2 separate regions of the Rattus norvegicus genome follow, and region 1 is linked to region 2. The links are chromatin contacts, called in public Hi-C maps. All regions are on one chromosome and are shown on one strand. Each heading gives the region's core, a stretch centred on a gene start, on an enhancer-like site or on the middle of the called end of the contact. The rest is flanking DNA. Distances are from core to core; before and after follow the strand shown. Region 1 holds the start of Nectin3 (nectin cell adhesion molecule 3). Region 2 has its middle 230 kb from the start of Nectin3.

What was found. A called contact is a pair of places that touch in the nucleus more often than the background predicts.
Region 1: a contact with region 2 is called in a Hi-C map of liver, with 2.6 times the contacts expected there. The contact joins the promoter of Nectin3 here to the enhancer-like site in region 2. A contact is called at or near these places in 4 of 12 Hi-C or Micro-C datasets (hepatocytes, kidney and liver).

Annotation. Positions count from the first base shown.
Region 1 is chr11:67,825,535-67,830,464 of GRCr8, reverse strand. It overlaps Nectin3 (nectin cell adhesion molecule 3), which reads right to left and starts at 3,521. Exons shown (of 6, transcript NM_001399228.1): 1 at 3,160-3,521. The coding sequence starts at 3,319.
Region 2 is chr11:67,592,978-67,598,121 of GRCr8, reverse strand. No RefSeq gene overlaps it. Among named protein-coding and RNA genes, the nearest start is that of Nectin3, 230 kb to the left of the region's middle. Within about 2 kb of position 2,746, at least 2 of the 93 cell types and tissues checked have an H3K27ac peak or open chromatin away from gene starts, as enhancers often do. A contact at or near this core is called in hepatocytes and liver, where this site is marked.

The DNA of each region.
Region 1 (4,930 bases), core at 2,272-4,771, 230 kb before region 2:
CCTACTGTTCTTCTATCCCCTTTAGAGCAGACTCATTTAGAAACTCATACACTTCTTTACAGAAACACTAACCTTTCCTGCAATCCCCTTCCTTCCTTTCTATGGGAACACTGCAAGCATGTTGTGGGCAACACACTGACAACCATGCATTCCCAAGTGCTTAGAAAGTCCCTAAAACTATTCAAAGTGTTTTTAAAGGTTTGCAATTATATGGTAGCTTATTTGCCACCACCTTCTAAACATCCGTTATAAGACAAAGCCTTGGTCAAAAGGCAGAGCCATGGTGGCAGAACCCCAAAGACCAATGGCCATAGAACGGTCAAAACTCCCACTTCCTAATACTTCAATGTCACACTGCTGATAAAACAATGTTCTCAACCTCCCCAAAAAATGTAGGAAGAAAGAGGAAGCCACGTACAATATCAATTAATAATTATAATTACAAAGGAATATGGAATTTCAGACTTAAAGAAATTGGGTTTGGGTCAGATGTCACAAACTTGGTCCCTTAGACCTTGTAACTAGAATGTCTTAGACTGTAAAAAAACTGGCAATTTCTCCATCGCTGAAGCTCTTTAAAACTTCAGCTCTCAAAGCCTACATATGGTGGCATACTTACATAATCCCAGAATTTAGGAGGGTAATAGGTGGATCAGGAATTTGAGGCCAATGTCAACTAGACAGTGAGACCCTGTCCCCAAGACCCCAGGAGAAAAGTTTAGCTGTTCAAATGAGATATCGGACAGTCCCCAAGCACTACCAACTCTGGCATTTACATATATTTTTTTTAAAATATAAGGTCTACCAGAGATGAGGGGTATTTTTAGCAGTCACATTAACATGATGATGTTAAACATACCAACTAATGCAATGCTAAATTTAAACCAACTTGTCTAAAAATTTTAAAACCGTAAATGATAAAGAAGAGCATTCTGATTAACAATCAGGCAGGGTCATCTTTTTTAAAGTTTACGAACCTACTCTAAAACTCTATTCAATCATTCAAACTGAGTCATTCAAACAGTAGGCATGAGTCAAAGCGTGTTAGTACTGTGGGATGTTAATATTACTATCATTCATATATCAACAGGTCGTTAGCAAGGGGAATTTAAAAAAAGCTCACATGAAAATCGTTTCTATACTTACTAAGTCAAGACAACTGTGTCCTATTCAAACACTGCATTCTAAAATAGAGGCTGATTAAAAAAAAGTGTCATAAGCACTTGCAAATTAGGGTGTTATAACACAAGCCCAAAAAGGCAGCCCTTTAAATGAGTGGGACGCAGTAACATGGCTACTATCTGTACCTACAACAGCCAAGTAGAGTTGACTCTTAAAAACTCCTATACAGACTAAATCAGTGTGCTTCCCCACACTGCTTAGTTTACTGGGCTCTAAAATAACTGATCATCCTTCTCTATGAGAACACTATACAGGATCCCCTTAAAATGTATTTTCTTCTATGGAAAAACTAATGTTTGTTCCCAGAAGTAATAAACAACTCACTGACACAGCCACGATGAAATTCCCAATGCAAACTATTTCCTCTAACAACTTTTGCATCATTTCAGTCTCCCGTTGGGTTTAGTCTAGACAAAACGCCCTCTAGACCTACAAACACTCCTTCAGTACTTACCACAAACTAAGTCACCACAGTAAAATGCCTATCTACACCACCCCCCACTTCCACTTATCATGAATCTGAAATCCTAATTAAGCACCATCCACGATTCTCCTTAATGGCTCATATGAACAACATACAAATTCAATCTAGAATTTAATATTACCTTTAAAGTGAGTTAACAACTTAAAGGGCTAAAAAACTGTTCTCAGGACCAAACATCTGGGGAGTGGGGATACGCAAACTGGACTAGATAGCGTGTCCTTTATCACAAAGCACTCCGTGTAAATCAAAATCTTGCCTTACAGCACTGGAAATGTACTAAAATTCTCAGTCTGTAAGTGGCACTCAATCTCAACATAATTTCCTCTCCCTCTGAACCAACTACCCTGACTCACCTACCAGTAGCAGATTTTCTTTCCTCTGCATGATAGCACTAAGGAAATCCCCGTACACATCTCTCCCTTAGAACAAATACTGGTAGAACAACAGCTTTAAGATTTCATATGCACTGAGAACCAGTGTCTGAACAACCTAAGTTTTATTCCTCCATTTCCCGTCGGCAAACCTTAAATGAACAACACCTCTCGGCATTCTGATATCACCCGGACATTCAATCTCCTAAGAATGGTAGCTTTACTTCACCAAATCAGTGCCGTCCACTGATTATCACGTCCACTTCTCTGGCATGAAAAGCAAATTTATCAATTTTTTCATCTTCCTTAAGAAGTGGGTCTCTAAACTAGTCTCAGATTCCGGGAAGAGAACTTACAAAGAGATTAGCTCCTAAACCTGGAATACAAAAGGCACACGGGAGAAACCTGAGGCTACTTGTTTCAACAGCCAGGGGACAGTAGATGCAATATGTATTCAAAAGGTAAATGTTGAGTCCCTGGAAACAAGGTTTTCTTCTAAAATAACCAGGGGCTGCGTGAAGGACGTCCAACAACTGAAAGGAGGCGTGCAGGTTCCAGCTGGGATCAACCCAAAGATCCAAAGGTTGCCAGGGCACAAATCCTGCTGGAAGGGATGCTACCGCAGGGTGGGTTTTTAAGATGGTGCCTTCTCCCGGAGGCCAAGAGGCGTGGACCCGAAGGCTTCAGCGCGCCGGGCTAGTGTCCACACGGTTTCCGGACTTGGAGCTCAAGTTTCATCGGGGAGAAAGGAGGAGGCGGCAACATACATCCCGGCATCCTAACCTCAGCCCAGAAGTCCGCGCTCTCCGCTTCGGCGCATCAGCTCGGAAGTAACGGTTCCCGGGGCACGCGGGGCTCCGCGCACCGAGCTCCACCGCCAGCCCTGGGGGCCCAGCGCGACGACCCGCGCGGCCTCGGGGACGGGAAGCCAGCGGTCGGCGCCCTGTTCGCTTTCCCTGCCCTTCCCGGGCCTCGCCCGGGGCGCGGCGAAAAGTTTCCAGGCAAAGTCCGCGGTGGCCGCTCGCGCAGCCAACCGCCCGGCACAACCGCCTTGCCTAGCCTCGCCTCGCCTCGCCGCCCGCGCCCGCCCCGCTCTGCCCCTCGCTCGCCCGCTTCACCTACCACAGAGCCGGGAGAAGAGAAGCAGGGGAATGAGCAGCAGCAGCAGCGGCGGCGGCGTCGGGGCCGGCAGCAGGAGTCCGGCCGCGGGAGGAGACGCCGAGGAAAGTTGTGCTTTGCCGCCTCCAGGACACAACAGGGCCGGGCCCGGGGTCCGCGCCATGCCCGCCTTGCCCCGGCCCACCCGCTCGCCCGCGCCCCGGCGCCTCAGGCTCTGGGTGGCGGCGGCGGCGGCGGCCGCGGCGCGGAAGGGCCAGCGCGCGTGTCCTCAACCCCCGGCTCCTGCGCCGTCGCCGCCCGCCGCCACTCGGCCGAGCGCTCGCGGCTGCCTCGACTCCGCCGTCGCCGACGCCACTGCCGAGGCTGAAGCGGGAGCCGCCCGCCGCCGCCGCCGCCGCCACTCCCCTCCCCGCGGTCCCCGCCCGCCGCGAACTCCTGGGAACTCGGAACGCACCACCCCGCCCTGCGGGAGGGGGAGCCGCCGACCCTCACTACCCGGACGAGCCCGCCCTCCCCGCCGCCCGGCTGCCCGGACGCCTAGACACCCCGCCGAGTCTCCTCCCACCCTCTCTCCCCACACGCTCCTCCCACTTCAAAAAAAAAAAAAAAGAAAGAAAAAAAACTTCATCCACTTGGAAAACCGGGCTTCTCCCGAGGCTAAGCAATCTGGACCAGGAAAGGCGGCCCCGCCCCTCGGCCCCGCCTCGTCTCTCCCCTCGCCAGCGCTTGAGATGGTCTCGCCCACTCCGCCCCTCGCGGGGCCGGGGCCGCCGGGGCACACCGAGGCGCTCTGAGGCGGAGGGCTGCGGGACTCCCAGTCCTGCCTTTCTCTCCTCCTGAGTGTGGCGGTTCCCCAGCGGGACGGGGAACAACCGGGAACGGGGGAGGAGGGAGTTCGGGGAAGGCAAGGTGCGGAACCCACTCTCCGCTGGTCCGTGCGGGAGGTGCTTAATTTGGGAAGCTGGATGCCGCGGGGCTGGACCAGCCTTCTCCCTCCTCACCCAGGCGTGGGGACTGAAAGGAGAATCTCCACTCCTCCTTCCTCCCCAGGGGCATCCTGCCTCGCTGTCCTGGCCGCGCGTTGGCCCAGGCGTTTAACCTTCCTTTTTTTCTCTGGGAGGGATGCTTGTTGGAGAGGTCAGCGAATCTGCCTGAGGACAGGAAGGGCCCCGGAAGGTTTGCTCTTTAGCTTTTGCTTCTCTTGGGCTGCCTTGCCTGGTTGTCCACTTTCTGCGCCAGGCGACCGGCAACAGGAGGCCATGGATTTCTCCCACTGCGAGGGCTTCGAGTGTGGTCTTGTTTTCTCTTTGATCGTTCGCATGTTCGCACGTGTAATTTTATTTTCTCGCTTGTTTCTCTTTGAATTAGTCTCCGAAAAGTGACCTCGGGAAGTATTAGACATTTACCCTTAAAAGAGGAGCGCCTGTGATTCACCATAACCCTCCCTCAACCCCCAAAAGCTTGTCTGCCCTGCCCTCCTCATATACCCGCCCGGCACAGCCAGAGTGACTTGACCTTGAAGCCCCAGTAACTGTAGTGGGAAGGAGATGGATGAACAGTTTGGGCTATCTGCGGGGGAGGTGGAAGCGGAGGACACTCTCCTAAGGCTGGACACCATTAATTTTATGTTGGTCCTAACATCTCCACCAGATAGCTATAGATGTGCTCCAATAAGAATACCATCAGCCACCCAGAGAGAAGCCTGTGGCAGCTAAAGTTAAGCTTGCCTGGTGCCCAAGACAACGCTGTGCTCAAGACTTTGAATTACTAGGAT
Region 2 (5,144 bases), core at 1,497-3,996:
TGTCTTTCTCACCTCAAAACATACCATGCAGTTTGCTCCTTTTAAGGCTCCTCCTCACACTTCTCTGAAGTTACCATTCCTTGAAATAATAGTAAGAGGTATTGTTTGTGACGTTTTTTTTGGTTGTTGTTGTTTGTTTGTTTTTTTTTTGTTTTTGTTTTTTATCAAAAGTTACAGGGAAACGAAGAACTAAGGTAGTGAAAGAGCGTACCCCAAAATGGGGAGCCGCGTCTCTCGCTACGATCGCGGGGTGGGGTGCCCCCAGGAATCACGAGTAGCTGGTCTTGATGTAACAGCAAGAGGTAGCTTTTATTAATGAGATCGATACATATCTCACACAGGAGACAGGAATCGACCCCGAGCCTCCAAACTCGGGGGTTTATATAGGGGAGGTTAGGGGCATTCGAGCGGTTACACATGATTGGTCAATTCAAATGGTGCACAGTTACTTTCGGTGCGAAATTACATCAGTAAGGAGTATGTGCTATCTAGCAGCTCAGCAGCGCAGGTAGGTTGGCTCATCTCACTCAGGGGGATGACTCACTTCTGGGGAGTGAAGGAAGGGGAGGGGGTGGCTACAGATGGTCAATGTCCTTGGGGCTGATAGCTGGTTTGGCAAGTCCTATCTCTTGCTCTCCCTCAGGCACGTCCGGCCCTGCACATCCGGACTCTGACAATGAGTAACCTTTTTAAAACTCTAGTTCTACAGTAGCATGCCTTTCTATTCAGGTTATAGATGTCTGGATTTCAAAGACATGCTTTGGAGTGAATCTAGTCAACACAAATGCATATTAGAAAGTGCATTTTCTGTTTTAACTTTTCCGCAATAATTTTATCAGTAACCTTAGAGATAAGAAAATGGAGGTGGGGGCTGGAGAGGCGGCTCAGCGGTTAAGAGCACTGACTGCTTTTCCTGAGGTCCTGAGTTCAATTCCCAGCACCCACATGGTGGCTCACAACCATCTGTAATGGTAACTGATTCTCTTTTCTGGTGTGTCTGAAGACAGCTACAGTGTACTCATATGAATAAAATAAGTCTTAAAAAAAAAAGAACGAAAATGGAGGTGGAAGGAATTGAACTTAAAGGGAAAATTTGATTTTATCAGTGGTTGTTCTAATGATTTAGAAGTATGGCTGCCACTGTGATATGCTGACCCCAGGGTACATGAATTCACAGGTATCTATAGAGTAGTGAATTTCTCAAGTGCACATTCTGCATTGAGTGGGTAGATGGGCTCCCTGTCTTATGACTTTCAACCCCCCCCCCCACTTCTGTCACTGCATCTGTCCCTAAGTGTTTGTTGGTGTTGTGCCTTTATACTGAAAGCCTAGTCTCTTACAGAAGGAAAGGCATGATGGGGAGGGCAGCTCAAAGACCCCCATTTAGGGATTCTGGGCTGCTTCTCTTTAGGGCTCATGGTCTTTCTTCAGAATTCCTATAGTGATTCAGGTCACATAATTTCTTAGGTAATTGCATAAAGCCTCATATAACCTGTAAAATTTTTGTTTTCTGGATGTATTCTTGCATTATGAGGTCATAGGCTAGTTCTTAGTTCTCTAATGTATTCCACAGCATGGACACGAAGTAGGTGCTGACATGCTCATTTATAAATTTTACTTTATGGTGATGTGAGAAGATATTCTTTAAGAAAATGTGATAGGATAATTGGATGATCTAGCCTAGAAACACACCCCTGAATGTATTTGTTGTGACCATTGGGTAAATTGTGTAAATTGATATGTCTGCTTGCTAAATGAGAATGAAATGCCTTCTTCTCTGTGTTGCATAGTTCTCTGAGGTAATTAAACAGCATAGTTTGTGTAAAATATATAAGCTAGAGGAACTTGAAACTCAAGTTGTTTTATTATTAATTTAGCTAAAGGTTTCTTTTAATTTAAAATACAGTTGTTGAAGAATAGTAGTATACAAAAATTGGGAGTAGGGAAAGAAATGGGAACCTTTCATTAACATTTTCTTTTAAAATCAATTTTACATTTATTTATTTATTTGTCTGGTGTGTGTGTGTGTATGTATGTATGTATGTATGTATGTATGTATGTACAGTCTGAATGTGGAAGTCAGAGACAATTTGCACAAGTCAGTGCTCTCCTGTCTCCAAATCATGTAGATTTTGAAAGTCAAGCTCAAGTCATCAGACATGGTGCCTTTCCTCACTTAGTTATTGCATCAGGCCCTAAATCTATACTTTAAATAAATCTCTAATCTTCCTTTAATATTTGTCCCATAATCTGAGTAATTCAGCTGTCTATCAAAAAATCTAAAAAACAAATCCCTTCTATTTCTTTACCATGTGCATCTACCATATGTGTTTATGTGAGTGCTTATACTGAGACCCACAGTCTGATTTAGAACATTCATCTAATATGTTTCAATAGCTTTGTCTATCATTTAATCTTATATAACTAGAAGCCTTCACCAAATTCCCCTTTATGGGACTGGAGACTTCATAATCAAAATTAATAGACTGAATAGCTATAAAAAAGTAATATTTGTTTTTCTCTCTCATGAGAAGCAAATGGATTAAAACACATTAAATCACACCAAGATTTTATGCCCTTCCCTTGGTGTTCATGAACGGCAGAGGATTTATGATATTGGGATAGCTGCCATGCAAGATCTTCATTGTCCAGACGTGCTTATTTGTAGCTTTATAACCACACTAGACAGTAAAGATCAGTTGCCCTTTGATTAGCTGGGGTTAGGAGGTGTGTTCATACGTCAATTAAATCTGTGTCCAGGGCAGCAAGGATGTATCATCACTGAACAAACCATTTCACCAACTAGGTGACCCTGGACTCTGAAATTTAGGGTTAGAAGCAATGTTAAAATTTATGTGTATTTGTAAAGAGGAAGAAGAAAAGGAAAATAATATTTTTTTCATCTCATGGCAGCCTGGAACTTTAATTGTTGCCACTTTAAATATAAGAGCCAATCCTAACTAAAACAAGATATAACTACTCACTTTGGGAAGTTTGTGAAATGCCTTAATCTTTTCCCCCCACAGAATGAATCCATCATTTCTCTCAACCAGGTTATTGATATTATCCTTGAATGCAAACATAACCTGTTTGGAAATTTGGACTTTGGATTAAACTGTGGATCTGAGTTGATAATACCAGGAGGCTGCTTTCAAAGTTGGCTAAACGACTGTAGTCCTCTCATCTGGTTTGAAAAGTTTGTTCAGCTATCTCCTTTTTGACACATCGGGTTGGCTGATCTACGAAACCATCCAAAGAAGTGAGCTGAAGTTGAAGACTTTATTTACCTTGCCGTTCGATAAAGAAATGTGAAACCCAACTTTGGGGATCGAGCATTGGCAGAGTGTACCAAGGAAATACATGCTTTTACACAGCTAATTCTGTGTATTCTAGTTTCTGTTAAATAATGAGCTATTTACTTCTGTAGCATCATGTCTGATTGAGATGACAGTGAACAAGCCAGAAGGAAATTCTCATAGGGTCGATTTCCAGTCCACAGGAGTGTGTGCTGAACAGCACGTTGCTCTATCATAGTGTGGTCTGTGTTGCTCACCTCCATCCCGGTCACATCCCAGGCTTCCTTTGTGACAGGAGAAAAAAGATGCTCTCAGAACTAAAATCTCTGAATTTCATTAGGTTCTTCTAACGCAGCTGCAGCCCCACCAGCACAGCAGACTCACATTACTTTGAGAGAGCAAACGATTAATCTTGAGAAAAAAGACATTGCATGAATAAGATAGTTGGAAAATCTTTGTCAATTGTCCTATTTGTCTGACATATAAATGAATAAATAAATAAATAAATCATAAAGACATAAAATCGTTCTCAACTTTTACTATGGCCATCTCTCTCTTTTACTTAAACTCCTTTCATCTGACAGTAATAAAAATCTGTACTTGGCATTTGAACAGGATTTTTTTTTTGTGACTTTTTACAGATGGCATGGTTCTGTTACCATAGATCATTAAAGACGGAAGCGAGATCTCGGATCATGAAGTTCTCAGATGTAACCCCTGTGGGCAGCGATCCTGTCACTTGAGAAGCTTGTTAAAAATGCAGAGTCACAGGCTCCAAGTCTCTTTAGCAACCTCAGAATCCTTGGGAGGTGGGCCTGACAAGGAATGCTGTTCTGAGTCCCGGAATGGTTCTGAAGCATACTGAAGTTTGAGACATGCTAGTCGGGCCCCATCATTTTACTTCATTGTAATAACATTGAGGCGAGAGCTAACTGGGATTAGACTAATCTTATTCTAATCTTATCAGATCCCACATGGCTTCATAGTCTGTTGATCAGCAGTATTTCTAGACCTTTTCCTAAGACTCATTTATCCAACTGCCTACTTGACACCTCCACCTGGGTGTTTCATGGGAACCTTGAATTTACAGGTACAGGTCAACCTGTCATCTTGGTCTCTGGTGTTGAACATCTCAGCAAACATGTATTCTTTCATCAGCAATTCAAACCACAAATGCAGGAGTTTCCACCCTGTGTTGTATACTGCTTCCCCTTATGCAATTCAGCCATCACGGGGCTCACTCTGGAAATACTGTAAAAATTATCCATCTCCCTGTGCAGTTGTCACTCTCTTTCACTTTGCTTATCTTTAGTTCCTCCAGTGACCCTCCTCAGCCCAGTGCCTGAGCTAACCCATTCCCTACCGCCTCCGTTTTATTTCTCAAATGTGAAAAGCTCACTCTGGTGCATAGCAAAGGTGATACTTCTGACTTGAAAACACCTCCCTCTGCTTCGTACTAAACTCCTTCTGACCTTTGAGATCATCTAAAACCAATGACCCTTGGTACAGGCTTTAAATAATGATGTGGAAAAAATTTTCATAAATAGTATTATTTGGATTATTATAAACTAATGTTAATGTTATAAGTACTATTTCCACTACTACTGTTATTATTATTATTATTATTATTATTATTATTATTATTTATATTATTATTTTTCAGCTTCAGTGATTTGGTATAGGATCAGCTGTTCATAATTTTGAAGCTTCAAGGTGATTTACTATGCAAATCTCAGAGCGCCTGGGTTCAGTGTTACATCCTTAGGCTCTGGTTAGCATCTGCACTTGGCTACTTTTCATTTACAGTATTTATTTGTAAATATTATGATAGTATTTGTTTCTTCTAGG